Linked DNA regions of Arachis hypogaea: region 1 is linked to region 2. Evidence: chromatin contacts called from public Hi-C data. All regions are on one chromosome and are shown on one strand. Each heading gives the region's core, a stretch centred on a gene start, on an enhancer-like site or on the middle of the called end of the contact. The rest is flanking DNA. Distances are from core to core; before and after follow the strand shown. Region 1 has its middle 35 kb from the start of LOC112725639. Region 2 has its middle 11 kb from the start of LOC112720688.

Region 1 (7,192 bases), core at 763-3,262, 38 kb before region 2:
TTTTACAACATCAATCATTGAAAAAAATTGTTAATAGAGTGATTGGAGGACAAATATGATTAATTTGTAATCTTTGAAGAATCCATTTAATTGAAAAAAAAAAAAATTCAGAGATAAATTTAAAGAATGTTTCATTTTTTAAGGACTAATTTGACTATTAACCCAAAAACTTTAATTCTTGCTAGCTAAGGATAATGAAAGCCACCATAATAATTATTTCCATATGAGAACAATTAGGATTCATAATTATGCCAATAATACAAGCTTTGAACCTTACAGGATATTTCCAAAAAGAAGCCAACAAAAGTGAAGCTATAACTCGTGATCATAAATGAACCCATGTCAGCAAAAATGTGGTTCTCAATCAAAGTGGAAAAAATAAATAAAGAAAAGGAAAGGAATAAGTTGGAACCAAGGGCCTAAAAAGAGGGATATCAAAATATGGTGAGGAACTATCTAATAAATTCAACAAACAAGGTGGGACTCTCCATTATTTGTTTAGCCATGGACACAAGGACAATGACATTAGGTGGTTTTTGAATTCTGGGGGCTTGCTAGAATGATCAGAAAATACGAGAGAGAGAGAGAGAGAGAGAGAGAGAGAGAGAGAGAGAGAGAGAGAGAGAGAGAGAGAGAGAGAGAGAGAGAGAGAGAGAGAGAGAGAGAGAGAGAGAGAGAGAGAGAGAGAGAGAGAGAGAGAGAGAGAGAGAGAGAGAGAGAGAGAGTTCATGGACAACGAAAACTAAGAATGCAAGGAGACAAAGATATCTATGGTGCGATTATGTGGGACTTTCCACTACCTCACCAAGATGGAAAAGTAAAAGATATATATGATCTTTGTTTTTGTGTAGTGTTGAGGTGTTCATACTTGGAGAAATGTTATATATCAATTGTCAAGTGTTATTTGTATAATTAAGGATTGTTTCTAATTATAAAAATTTAAACACTAACAATACAAATAATAAAAGATGTAAGCTAATTCAATATCCATTTAAATTTTGATAATTTTATTGAAGTAACCCAATATTTAATGGATATCAAATTAGTGGATATTTTTATGATTGAAATGATCAATATTTAGATCTTTCATAATGAAAATAATAATTTATTATTTTTTGAATTTATATTATTTTTATAGATTTATCAAATTGACACAATTTTGTTTTTGTGAGATTATTCCATATATATAAAAGACTTCACATTTTATTTGTAAATAGATAAATGTCTAACCAATTTGAGTTGGTTTAATATTTAACTCATCTATCTTTTAAATAAATGTTAGAAAGTTCGAATTCTATTTTGTTTATATGATAATTATTTATTAGTCAATAATAAATTCTTAAATTAAATTTTTATCTGCAGCAAATTAATTTTTAATTTTTTGGACTTAAAAATATTATAAAAAAATTTAGAAAAAATAGATAAATGTCTTGGTTGATATAAAGTTTTAAATTTTGGTTGAAATTTTGATGTACGATTGTTGATATTGTAATTTCTGTGATGTGGATTGCTATTGTGTTTGTGGCTTTTTCTGTGTTTCTAGCATGGATGAGTTTATTGCGGCGAAAAATTCATTATCGACTATTGGCATTTTGTACGGTCAAATTAACTGAATAAGTATTATACTGAATTTGTATCCCGGTTTGATGTAGTAGGCTAGTTGCCAAATTGGATGTACAACATATTTCTATATATTAAATAAAATTTTACAATTATCTTTTCACACAAAATACAAAGATATGCTAAAATTGTAAATATAAACGAACTACTATATATTACCAAAAGCATATTAGAACACATTTAATTTTGATTGTCCCATATTTCATTTTCTAAACTGATTATTTATCCAATATCATTGAATTTCTGTTTGGAGATATTCTCCTCCAAATGCAATATTATATATATCATAAATAAATAATAAAATCTAGCTTTGGTATTATTCTGAGTGTTGGGGAGTGTATGTGTGTATAGTAATTATCTTCTCTTGATTCCACGTCTTTGTAATGCTGACAATTTGAAATGCTTGATATGATATGGATAAGTTAGATGAAGACGTGGGTTAATTGAGTTCATGGGACCAATCATCTACGAAGGTCTTAAAGTAGGTGGAGGAACTTCCCATGAACCCCATCTCAATTTTTGTAAGTCAAAATGAAATTAAATATCTTTGACAATACTACTCCAAGCCCCGTGCAACTGCACGAAATCATATATATACTCTATTTCAAGAAATAAGTTGAAAAATCTCCGTAATATTTACATCTGAGAATGTTAATTGAAATACATTTCTGTATGTATACAGAATTAATGATATGAATAAATGAATAATACAATTAATATTGATAATAATTAAAACAAAACAAATTAATTATAAACATAAAATCTATTAATTAAGGCAGTTTTATTTTTTATGTTCAGTACATATTTATTACAATATATATTAGAAATTTTATTTTTGTTTGGTTTGTGAAAATAGGATATTCTTATATAAAATTTTTAACTAAAGTAATGGATCAACCCAGACTTAATGATAATAATCAGAATCTTGATCATACAAATTATAAAAGAGAATAACTTTCACAATGCTGAGTAACATGATATTCCCATTAAAAAAATTCAAATCTCTATAATAGTTCTCAAAAAATAAAATGATAAAAGATAACATTTAAAATACATTGTTCAACACCAAAATAAGAAATTCTTCAATAAAAAAAATACTTAACCACAAAAGAGATTTTATGATTAACAGAACTTTAATTTCTTTAATAAAATAACTAATTTGCATATTAAGAGACAGCGCCCGACTTGTTCCAATGCCAAGGTGCTGCTGGCCGAGTTCTTCGTGAGGAGATGGAAGGTGGTACCTGTAAGAGACTCTGATGCTTAAGTTAGCAAGGACTTTAAGCAGGTTTTAATAGATTAGAACGTGTGTATACCCAAAGAGTATCAGTGTATTTATAGTAGAGCTGATAATCACTTTTTTGGAGTAGTTCATTGGTGGATGACCGCTCCTTTTATCTTGGGAGTTTGTTTGGATTTATCTTTAAGAAAGATAGAGATAGTAGGAGAGATTCGGGGAGACAGTTACTTGTAAGCACTTATCCGTTCTCTTTCAATGTGTCCGACCTCTTAAAAGATGTTAGGTATGTGGTAAAGGCCATCCTTTTTGGGTGGGCCTTTCTTCTTTATTAAGCCTGACTTTATGTTTTGGAATAGAGTATGAACAGTTTTCCTGCTTGAGTCCGAGCTTTCAAGAGGTCGGGCTCAAGCAATTTAAGACCTCAGCTTCGTCATCGGGTGCCCCTACTTTCATGAGGTCGGGTACTCGACGTATTTCAAATTTTTTAGCATTACTGTATTAAATGAGGGGCAAGCTTTGCGCGGCAGTTTTCTTGGAATCCGCGCATAGCTATAAAGAAGGGTATGGAATTACCTTTTTTGCCCCTTCTCCTTTATAAAACCTTGCTCCTCTTCTTCTTCCTTTTCTCATTTCTGAAAGTGCTTCATTTGCTCCCTTCATCGCAAAGACTCTCTTTTGTTCGTTTCGCAATCGTTTTTCATTTTTCAAGATTTTCTTTATCTTGGTTTCTTTGGAAGAGTTATTTGGCAAAGAGGATCCTCCGTGATTTGCTGTTTGACGTGCCCTTCCTTTTTTCGAATCTCATCAACGTTGGTGTCTTGTTTTACTTTTGCCAGTAATCGTGTACTCTATTGTCATGCAGTTGTTCTGAATGGTCCCTGAATAGTAGCGTTGACATTGGGGTTTTACTTTTTTTGTTGTCAATACTTGTGCTTTAGGTTTTCTTTGATGGCTTGTTTAACTGTTGTTGCCTTGTTTATTGCTAAAAAATCCTTTTCCTTTTGAACCGTTTTTCTGATCAAGATTACTATTGAATGTTTGGCTGCATTTCTAAAAATTTTGAGGGACTGTAGCCGTTTGTGAATATTGATTTTGTTTGTGTTTCCCCTAATGTTTGTGATTGTAATTGTCAACATGTCATTAAAGGTCCCGCCTTCTTTGTTATCTTGGGTAGATAGTATTGTCTTTCTTTCTGTTCTCGTAGTTGACTAAGAGTACATTGATATTTTCCGTAGACACTATAGAATATGTGAAAGTCGGGAAGATGAGCAGAATTATGAATTAATGGTGCCAGATCCTGAGGAGAGAGTGTGTTTTCCTCCTTTAGACAACTCGGAATGCCCCTTTGTATATGCATATGATTGCTTCTTTAAAAAATCAAGCATTAAACTTCCTTTTTTTCTGACTTTGAGACAAATTTCCTCTAGTCTTGTAATGTCACTCCTACCCAGCTTCACCCAAATTCTTGGTCTTTCCTCAAAATGTACCAATTTTTGTGCAAGGAACTCGATATTCGGCCTTCTCTCAATGTCTTTTTTCACCTTTTTGTTTTGACCAAATCCAGGTCTTCGAAAGGGAAGTTGTCTTGGTTTTTCTTTCGCGTTGTTCAGGGTAGAAAGGTTTTTTTCATCTTTGATGAATCTTTTTATGACTTCAAAAACTATTTTTTCAAAGTCTGAGTTGTAGAGGGTGTCCGACCTTTCTGTCTGGATGAGAATGACGAACCTTCCTTTCTATTATATTGGCAAGAAAAACCCATGATAGCCAAGTATAATGTAGATACCCTAGACAAACTTGAGAAGTGTAAGTTAAACGTGTTGGAAGACTGTTGGGTTTAGGCTCCTAACTTGGATACTAAAAAGTTCTTAGGGGACTCCAGTCTGCTTCAGTCCAAGCTAGGTAGCTTTTAGACCTTTGGCTTTATGGTTCTTGGTTGTAATTTGTTTAACTAAGGTGTCCATTTTGTTTTTATTTTTAGAGACAATGGCTCTAACATCTGCAGTGATGAAACAACTGCGCCAAACTCGGAAAACTATCGTGGCCTGTAGTATTAAGGAAAAAGAGACCGGGGATGCTTCTGCCCGATCTTTCCCAAGGAAGTCGGACTCAAGTTCTTCAGCTCAAAAGAAGATCATTCCCACTCCATCAAGTCGATTGGTCTCTCTTGACCCGCCTCCAGAGAGCTCGGTTGCTCCTCTTTCTCCTTCGTCTTCAGAACCTTCCCCAAAGAAACAAAAGACTGCTGTAGAGGGGAGCATTTACGATAAAAGCTTGACGGGATCTCTTGGAGTGAGAGGAATATCCTCCCTTATAGTCGCATCAGTATGGATGATATGGCTCTTCAAAACCATTTCAATCTTATGGCCCAAACGACATTCGGATAGCAAGAGTGTGTGTGTCTCTAGCTAAGGAGTTGAAAAAGAATCCCCTCAGTGCCACTCAAAACTCTCTTGAGGCTACCCGAGCGGAGGTAGAGAGGCTAAAGGAGTTAGAGGAGGAAAGAGTCGGACTAAGGTCCAATTTAGAAAAAGCTCAGACATGAGTAAAGACGGCGGAGGCAGCTGCAGCTATGGCAGAGAGGATGAAGAAGAGAGCGGAGGAGAGCTACACTAGAATATATGCGAAGAAACTTGACCTTCAAGAGGAGTTTGGAGAAGACAAAAGAGAGGTACGCCACACTTGAAGAGTCCACTATCGAGGGGATGGACAAAATGTTTAACAACCTGAAGGCTCAAGTCCAAGTCCTTGCCCTCAAGGTCAATCTCTCCCTATATATCCAGGACAACATAGTAGATGATGGAAAGATCGTTTCGGCTCCTGAGGATGATGAAGAGCCTTTACCTGACCCGAAGTCTTCAAGTACTGGGGTCAGGCAAGTTTCACAAGCTCCTGAATCTCTCCCCGAGGTAGCTAATGCTGAACTCCCTCCTTCACCTCCTGGTGCTATTCCTGCCATACCGATCTCTATTCATCCTCTGACCCCTCCTACCCGAGGTCAAGATGTTGTGACTGGGGAGTATCTTGACCCTTTTCTTGACCCCTTTTCATAGCTTTTTGTAGTTTTTTCTTTTGCTGTTGGATGGCCCGACTTGCGGGTCTTGATGAACAATTTTAATTTATAATAGTTAGTAGTTTTAGACAAACTTTCTTTTCCTTTTAGTTGTTTACAAACAACTTTTGGAAATTTAAAGAACCTTTTTTCATTTTGGTAATGATTTTAGGTCTTTTAGTAATGGTTTTCTAAATCTTAGTCTTTTAGCTCATTTTTAATTGGAGGTTGTTCTTTGACAACTTTCTAGTGGTAATGGGGTATTGTTTAGGTTCCTTTTATAAGTTCTGACTTCGTGTAATCGGTCTTTACTAAGTTACTTTTACACTTGGATTTTATCCCGCCCTATTGAGGTCAATTTTCACTAGTTATTTACATAACTTCTTATATTAATTTATACCTCGTTGCTTCATCTTGCCGACCATTTTAGGTCGGACAACCATTTTTGCGATTTATCGAGCTTAAATTAATGCATTTTTATAGAAAACTTCCTTAAGAGAAAATAGAATTTTATTGATGAATAAGAAATTCCTTTACATAAACCTACTACTAAGGGTTTTGGGCACCCTTAGCCTTTGCTGTGATGCCTCGTTAAAACCACCTTTAGAAAAATCCCTTTTTATGGAAAAAAATCTTTAGGTTGAAAAAAGAGTACATCAGGGAACAAGGTTTACTCCCTAACTGTAGTACTTCTTTAGGTTGCATGCGTGCCAAGACCTCGGGAGCTCCCGTCCTTGCAGGTCAGACACTTTATAGTAACCCTTTCCTAAGACTTTCAACAATCTTGTAGGATCCTTTCCAATTTACTGCTAGCTTTCCTTCACCCGACTTCTAAACTCCGATGTCGTTTTGGATCAGTATGAGGTCGTTAATGGCAAAGCTTCTTTTGATCACCTTTTGATTATACCGTAGGGCTATCCTTTGTTTTAGTGCTTCTTCTCTAATCCGTGTTCGTTCTCAGACTTTTGGAAGGAGGTCAAGCTCTTCTTTTTGTGCTTGGGTATTGGAAATTCTATGAGATATTGGGACTTGATTATTGTCCGAGCTTCATATCTTAAATCAAACTCGGACAATTTCATAGCCCATTGCAACATCTGCCCTGCCAAGTCCATCTTTTGTAGAATGTGTTTTATTGGTTGATTAGTACAGACCTTTTATGGTATGAGCTTGAAAGTAAGGTCGGAGCCTTCTAGAAGTCAGGATGAGAGCATATGCGAACTTCTCTATTTTTTGATAGTTTAGCTCTGCCCCTTGTAGAGCTTTGCTGACAAAGTAGACGGGTT
Region 2 (7,399 bases), core at 2,565-5,064:
TGGACTATCCCTCTGTCGCACATCCCCAACTCGAGTTATACTTAACATAATCGTGATCATAATTATGATCCATATCCAACACCCTCAATGGTGTATATTCACGGGGGCGAGCTCATCCGGGGCTTTCATAGTGCCCGGCCACCCTTACGACATAGGGTCAACAAAGTCTCGAGTCTCCACCTGGAGCACGTGGTGGCTAGCCACTGATTTCTTCCAGGGAAACTCGTGTCTCAGATAGTGGAAGTGCAACATTAACATTTCATTCAATAGCATATATGCATTTATACACGGCCATAATCAATAATGGCACCGCCGTAACACGACCATAATCCAGCCATTCGGCTCACGCTTAAATCCATAACCAACCAATTCATAACAGTTGCAGCCCTTAGGCTCATGGCACATACAGCACTTCCACCGCCATCCTCCGCATCTCATATAGTCATCTTTGATCCTCATTGATCATTCATTTTTCCCTTGCTTCCCTCGTAAGTTACCACATCCCCTAGCTCTTCTTCTCATTGCTAGGCATATCATAATGATTTAAGACATAAGTGGTGAGATCGGAAGCTTAGAAGTATGAAATTTGGCTTTTAAAACTCAAAAATCAACTTTGGGATGAAAACAGGGCCACGCGTACGCGTCCTACACGCGCACGCGCAGATGGCCAAAAAGTACATCGACGCGTATGCATCGCCCACGCGCACGCGTGGATGGGAAAACAGTCAAGGGACGCCTACGCGTCAGCCACGCGCACGCGTGGGTGCGTTTGTGCCCCACGCACAGAACTAGCAGAGTGCTCGCACAACTCTCGGGAAATTTGGCTGGGCAACCATTTTAGCACATCGACGCGTACGCGTGAGCCAGCGCACGCGTGGATGGCATTTTTCCAAAAACAACGCGCACGCGTCAAGCATGCCTACGCGTGGGGGGATATTCTGCTAAAAATTTTTCTAAGTTAAAAGCTGCAGAATTCACAGATTAAACCCCCAATCTTCCAACGGACATAAATTCATCGTTTTAAAATGTTTTTCGCCCGTTCTACGAACGGAATAACCACCCGGATCCAATTTCAGTTTTTAAACAGATTTGGCACAAGCGGAGATCCGAAGTTCAAGTTACGTCCCATCAAAGTATGTCCAAAAACCACATTTTCATTCAAAACCACAATGTGCCATTTTCAAAACATCCCAATTTCATCCCTTTTTGAAATTAACCAAATCATACCAATTTCAACCCTTTTTGAAATCAAGGAAAGTATGCCAAAAATCAACTCAAGCCTCTTCAACTCACACATTAACACTTTACCAAAATTCTCAAAACCACCATTTAACCATTTTAACACTTCTCAACCAAATGGCTAAAGGACAAACACAATAACATGTCATACATCCTTCCTCATCCCAATTTCCAATAATACCATTTTCAATCAACCATAATTATGCATAATCAATATCATACTCATCATCAACATGGTTCTACCCACAAAATTCAACCTCAATCATTCATCAAGCATATATCACAACATGCATTTTCTCATAGATCACACCATCAAGGCATCAATATTCATAATCACATATATGACCACATCATATATCTCAATCATTCAACAAAATCAACAATTCAATGCCTATCTTAGGGCCTTTAGCCTAAGTATTTCCTACCACATTACATTTTAAATACGAGAAACCGAGACCATACCTTAGCCGATTTTCTAAGCTCAACCGGAGCACTTCCAAATCACTTGTGCACAAGCTCTCAAGGTCTCAACACCTCAAAGAATAGATTTTTATCACCAAAAATCCCTTTTCAAGCTTTTCAAAGTCTCAATCAAGCTCCAATATCCACATATACGCAACCTAAGCCACAATCATCATACCCATACACAACATCTCAATACCCAAACATCATAGAACAACAATTTACACTAGAGTTGAGAATCTTATCACACCCAAGGTATAAGAAGACAAGATTAACCTTCTCCTTCAAGAGAGTTGGGTCCTATAACATTAAAGAGCCCAAAATCTCAATATTTTTGCTCATGAAACTTAAAAACAAGGGCTGAAATTCGAAGAACAAAACGTGGCTTACCTCAAAATTGATTGTATGAGTTTTGTAGAGCTCTCCACGGTGAATGCGTGACCGCAAACGGTGCGGCAATCAGAGCTCTAGATCAAAAGTTATGGTGGTTTGAAGATCAGAGGAAAGATAGAACTTGAGAGAGTGTTCTTCCCCTCCCCCCCGACCTCCATTTCAGCGTGTTTCTTGAGTGTAGTGAGGAGAGAGAGTGCTGAAATGAGTGTATTAGGTTTAGTTTAGTTGGGCCAAGGGCCCAATATGGGTCTGGTTGGTCCGGTTTGGCCCGTTCGTCCAATCTTGGTCTGATTTTTATAAAATTGGTACCGAAATTTTCGTCTCAATCTCCTCTATCATATTAAGCCATAAAAATCACATTTTTGGCTTTCTAGAATAAATTCTCATTTATGGATTAATTAGCCGTTAATTACCGGATTTTACAGTAATCATAAACCGTGAGGTGTACATCAAATGCTCATTGTTGTACGGGGATGTCAAGCACCCTAGAAGCTTAGTGATATAGTGAAAATCTCCAACACCTTCTTGAGGAGGACTGGATATAGATAAAGAGATTATGCCGAACCAGAATATATCACTATTTGCAATCTCTCTAAACTCAATATATTTTGTTTTCATCATTATTTACATTAGAATGCCACGATATGGCAAAAACAACCCCTTAATAAAAAAGAAAACTAGGATAGATAAAATAATTACAGAGAATGTCGAGAATTAGTAAGAATGAGTCAAAACTAAATTTAAATTTAACACTTGTAAAAAATAATGGTAAAAAAATTGGCGACAGTTTGAAAGGATAGCGGCAGTTCTACTAGCAGTTTAGCTTCTGCTATAAAATTATATAATTTAGTAGCGGTTTAGAGGTCTCAATTGTTGCAAATTAATTTATTGAATCAATCTGATGAAAATTGTGGTAAATCTTAATTTCTAGCTTAAAAGATTCGGTTGTCCAACTGCCAGTAAGAATTTTTATGGTGGTTTAAAATCACTACAATTCTCACAATAAATCACCGCTATTTGATTTTCTTGTAGAATTTTTAAATTTTAAATAAAAATTAAAAAAAATTGAGTATGTATATAGATAAAATATAAGATTGTTAATAACAAGATTGTAAATAGAAGATGGATAAATAATGAATAAAAATTAATTTTTGATTTAAATAATAAGTATTAATTAATAAGTAAAATTAAAAAATAACTCTTTGGCAATTATTAAAATAACTTGTAAAAATATTTTTGAGTGGGACTAATGAAAGTCGCAAATATTTTAAACCATCTAACCTGAAGCCATTTAACATTATTGTAATAATAATATAAATGATATTGTCGTCCATCAGAATCTTAAAAAACTTGTTCTTCAATATAAAAAATATAAAAAATTGTTTTTTTTTCTCTACAAAACTTATACATGTATCGAAATGAATGACTATAATTAAGTGTTAACTTTGTATTTATTACATGTGAATCGTTTTTTTAAATAGCAAGAAAAACGAACTTATCTAATAAACATATGCTGGAAAACAAATTATTTTTTAATTTATCTAATTGCATTCGCCATTTCCAACGAAATCTAATTCTGCATTAGAAAAAAAAAAAAATCAGTTGTCAACATCAGACCAAGTTTCATCCCTTCCCTTCTTTGCTTTCGTTTTAAACAAGATAAGGGCTAATTACTCTCTATATAAAATGGGGTATGGTTTAAATTAGCTACAAAATTAATTTCCGTAGGTATATTGTGTCCAAGATACATATACAGGGGAGACACACGGACCCACATCACATTCAATCCAAATATCCAATATTTAAAAGTTTATATATATTAATCTTTTAGTTAACGTACTACTCTGGCGCATATGCATGCTTTTTTATTTTTCAAATCTTATTTTACAAATGGCAGTATAGATTTAGTTTTTAGTATAACTTTTTCTTTTCTCAATTTTTCTATAAATACAAGGGCTAAATAAAGCTCAATAATTTATGTTATAATAGAATGCATCAAAGTTCTAAAAATCGAGTCCGTTATTGATTCAGTAAAATTAGAAATTTAATCATAAATTAGGTTAAACTGAAATTTAACCGAATTGAATTGAATATAATAAAATATTTATATATAAAATATATATTTTTTAAAAAAATTATATTTTTATTTTAAATTGATTAACCGCAAAAAATCGAATTAATTTATTGGTTTTTAATCAATTTTTAAATTTTTAACTAGTTCGTTGACAATCAATTTTTATTTTAAATCGAATTGATTTGACAGTCTATTTTTTATTAATCCAATAAAATTAATCGATTTAATCTACTTCTTATAATCATAATATACATATAGTTTATTAAGATTATTTAAGAGAGTCCAACAACAATATCAATGAGTTATAACTCAAATAACTTAGTCTCCGTCTCTTCATATTCATCTAAGAAGTTGTGAATTCGAGTCTCTCTATCTTTTGTAATAATAAAAAAAAAGAGTCCAACAACAACCCTAATTATTAGGGATACATAATCACAACTTGTTCAATCCTAAATGTAGAGTAAAATTACACAAGAAAATCAACATACATTATATATATGATTTTGCTAATAAATAATATAAAAATACTTATTAAAATATTGAAAATAAAATTTCATTCAATACACGCACTAAAAATTAGGGGTTAGCACGGGTCAGGTTGGTTCAAGTTTAAGCTTAAATTAAAACCGAATTAATTGAATTGTAATTGGTCGATTTGTATTTTTTTTGTGTATATCCGAACCAAACCAAATCGATTAAAAACGGATTGGTTCGGTTTAGGTAATTGGGTACCCGATAAAACAGAAATTCATAAAACAAAATAAAAAAATAAAATTTTTATCTTAAAAATTCTGTAAATACAATAAACATGTAACACTAATAGAAATAATCCAAACATGTTAAACACCAAATACATTAAAACTGTTGTGGACCCAACCTCTAGATCCTACACCTGGTGCAGCCCCGAACTCGGCTACCCGGGTTCGGCCCACTTCGTCTTTCTAGAAGGCTCAAACCGGCCCCTACAATCTCCAACCAACATTCGAATTCAAATACCTCCCTTATCTTAGTCAAATAAGATAAGATAAAATAATCACCATCACCTATATAAAACGGAGTCCCAGGCCTCTTCAGGTACGTCACTCATTCCTCGCACATATACCTCTCAGACCTATTCTGACTTGAGCGTCGGAATGTCTTTGCAGATACCATCCTCCATTGCTCCAGTCAGACGATCCGACCACCGTTCCGACCCGCAAGTCTCTTATCCATCTCACAACGCGTACTGGAGACATCCAATACAAAAACTAAACACATTAAAATCCAAACATATTAAACACTAAAGATATTAAAATCCAAACATATTAAAAGGAATATATATTTTTTAAATTTTTATTTTTTTTATTTAATTAATATATAGTTAGGTCTACGGATTAGTTCGGATTCCGCACTCCCAAAATCATTATTCGAATTAATTGCTAGAGAGAATCATTGATTTAGTTCAAGTTGAACTCGATTACCCATTAGTTCCAGAGCTAATTTAATTAGTTCAATTTGGATTCGAACGGATAATTGGATACCCGCAAACAGTGCTCACCCTACTAAAAACTTGATGTATTTTAGATTTTTAAGAACAAAACTTTAAAGTAGATGTTTTTACGGTTAGTCAAATCCACATATATATATTAACTTCACGATGTTTCAGAAAGGATTTTTATAAATAAAAAATTTAAATATAATTTAAAAATTTTATTAATATATCATCTAACGTTTATTTAAGTATGTTAATGAATTAAGGATTTTTTTTTTTAAATATTAGAATTAAATAAAGTACTATATAAATTTGAGTAAGTCAAAACTAAATGAGAAATAATTTTAGAATTAAGCTTCGTGATATGATTATCTTAGAAATTAAGTAGCTACTTCTTCAGAAACGAGTTCGTGCAAGACTGTGTCCATCAAAAGACAACTAGTTACCTAAGAAGCAAGACTTTGCACATATAAGAACCTTGATCATTTTACTTCTACTTGCAAAACTAATAAAATGAAAAAAATCAATTATCTCAGAAAAGTATCACAACTTTTAATATTTAAATTTAAAGCATACTAAAGAAACTAAATCTTTTAAAAAAGTATTTTCTCACAAAAAAAAAGACATGAAAAAATATTATCAAATATTCTTAGTTTATGTTGTAATACAATTTGAGTCAAAAATTATATCTTAAAAAAACTATTTACAAATAATATTTTTTAAACTTTTTTGTAGTACAATTCTAAAATTATTGGAAATTAAAAATAAGTATTTTAACTCGAATTAATATATACCACTTGTGTATTATTAAAAATAAGTTATTTTTTATCGTTATATTTATTTTATCAGTTGATAAATTATTTATAATTTAATTTTAAAAGATGCACACACATATATTAATCATATTTACAAAGAAAAAGTCTAGGAGACTATCAGTTTGGTTGAATTTTGGCCAGCATGTAACCAGCAGAGAAATGTGAGTCATTGGATGAAATCTTACACCAATCACACACCATTAAATTATTATTGATGACTATTTGATGGCTACCAATCACAAAAGTTACTGGCCCTAACATTGCTCATTTACAAATACCATGCAATATTTTTTTCATTAAGGTTACAAAGATTTGAAGGATCTATTATTAGTATCGGTGTTGTTTCTTTTTCTAGGGGATGCTGGCAGTTATATTTGTGTTTGAACTTAAAAAGTTTCTTCAATACTTTATCTTTGTAATTTCTCGTGTATAGCGTATACCCTTTAAAAATTAAAGGATAAATTATACCTTACTCATGTATTATTGAATAATGGGTTTTTTTTTTTTTTTTTGGTGACTATTGAATAATGGGTTTAATCGTACACGTATTAACGCAAGAAATAAGTAAATTCTCTCACTTTATCCTTTTAAATGAGAAAAAATAGAGAGGATTCAATTTCTCTCTGAATATATTATTTGATGAATATAAATTTTAATATATTAACATTATAAAGTATTTGTATTTTATATAGTTATGTAATTATATTTATTTTTTAGATAATTATTCATACATTTAATATAAAATATAATAATTTTTATTAATGTGATGTTATATAATTAAATACATGTATAAAATTATTTTATATTAATTATACAAAGATATAACTATTTAAAAAAAATTTCTTTCCATTTAAATTTTTAGAAAAAGTAATTTTTTTATATATATAAAAATTTGTATGACCTAAAAATTTAAAGTTTGATATTTATTATTTGTTGAACAAAAAA

Evidence for each region. A called contact is a pair of places that touch in the nucleus more often than the background predicts.
Region 1: a Hi-C map of leaf shows a contact between it and region 2, with 2.0 times the contacts expected there. The contact joins two enhancer-like sites. A contact is called at or near these places in 2 of 8 Hi-C or Micro-C datasets (both in leaf).

Annotation. Positions count from the first base shown.
Region 1 is chr11:36,372,666-36,379,857 of arahy.Tifrunner.gnm2.J5K5, reverse strand. No RefSeq gene overlaps it. Among protein-coding and RNA genes, the nearest start is that of LOC112725639, 35 kb to the left of the region's middle. Within about 2 kb of position 2,012, at least 1 of the 3 cell types and tissues checked has open chromatin away from gene starts, as enhancers often do.
Region 2 is chr11:36,336,461-36,343,859 of arahy.Tifrunner.gnm2.J5K5, reverse strand. No RefSeq gene overlaps it. Among protein-coding and RNA genes, the nearest start is that of LOC112720688, 11 kb to the right of the region's middle. Within about 2 kb of position 3,814, at least 1 of the 3 cell types and tissues checked has open chromatin away from gene starts, as enhancers often do.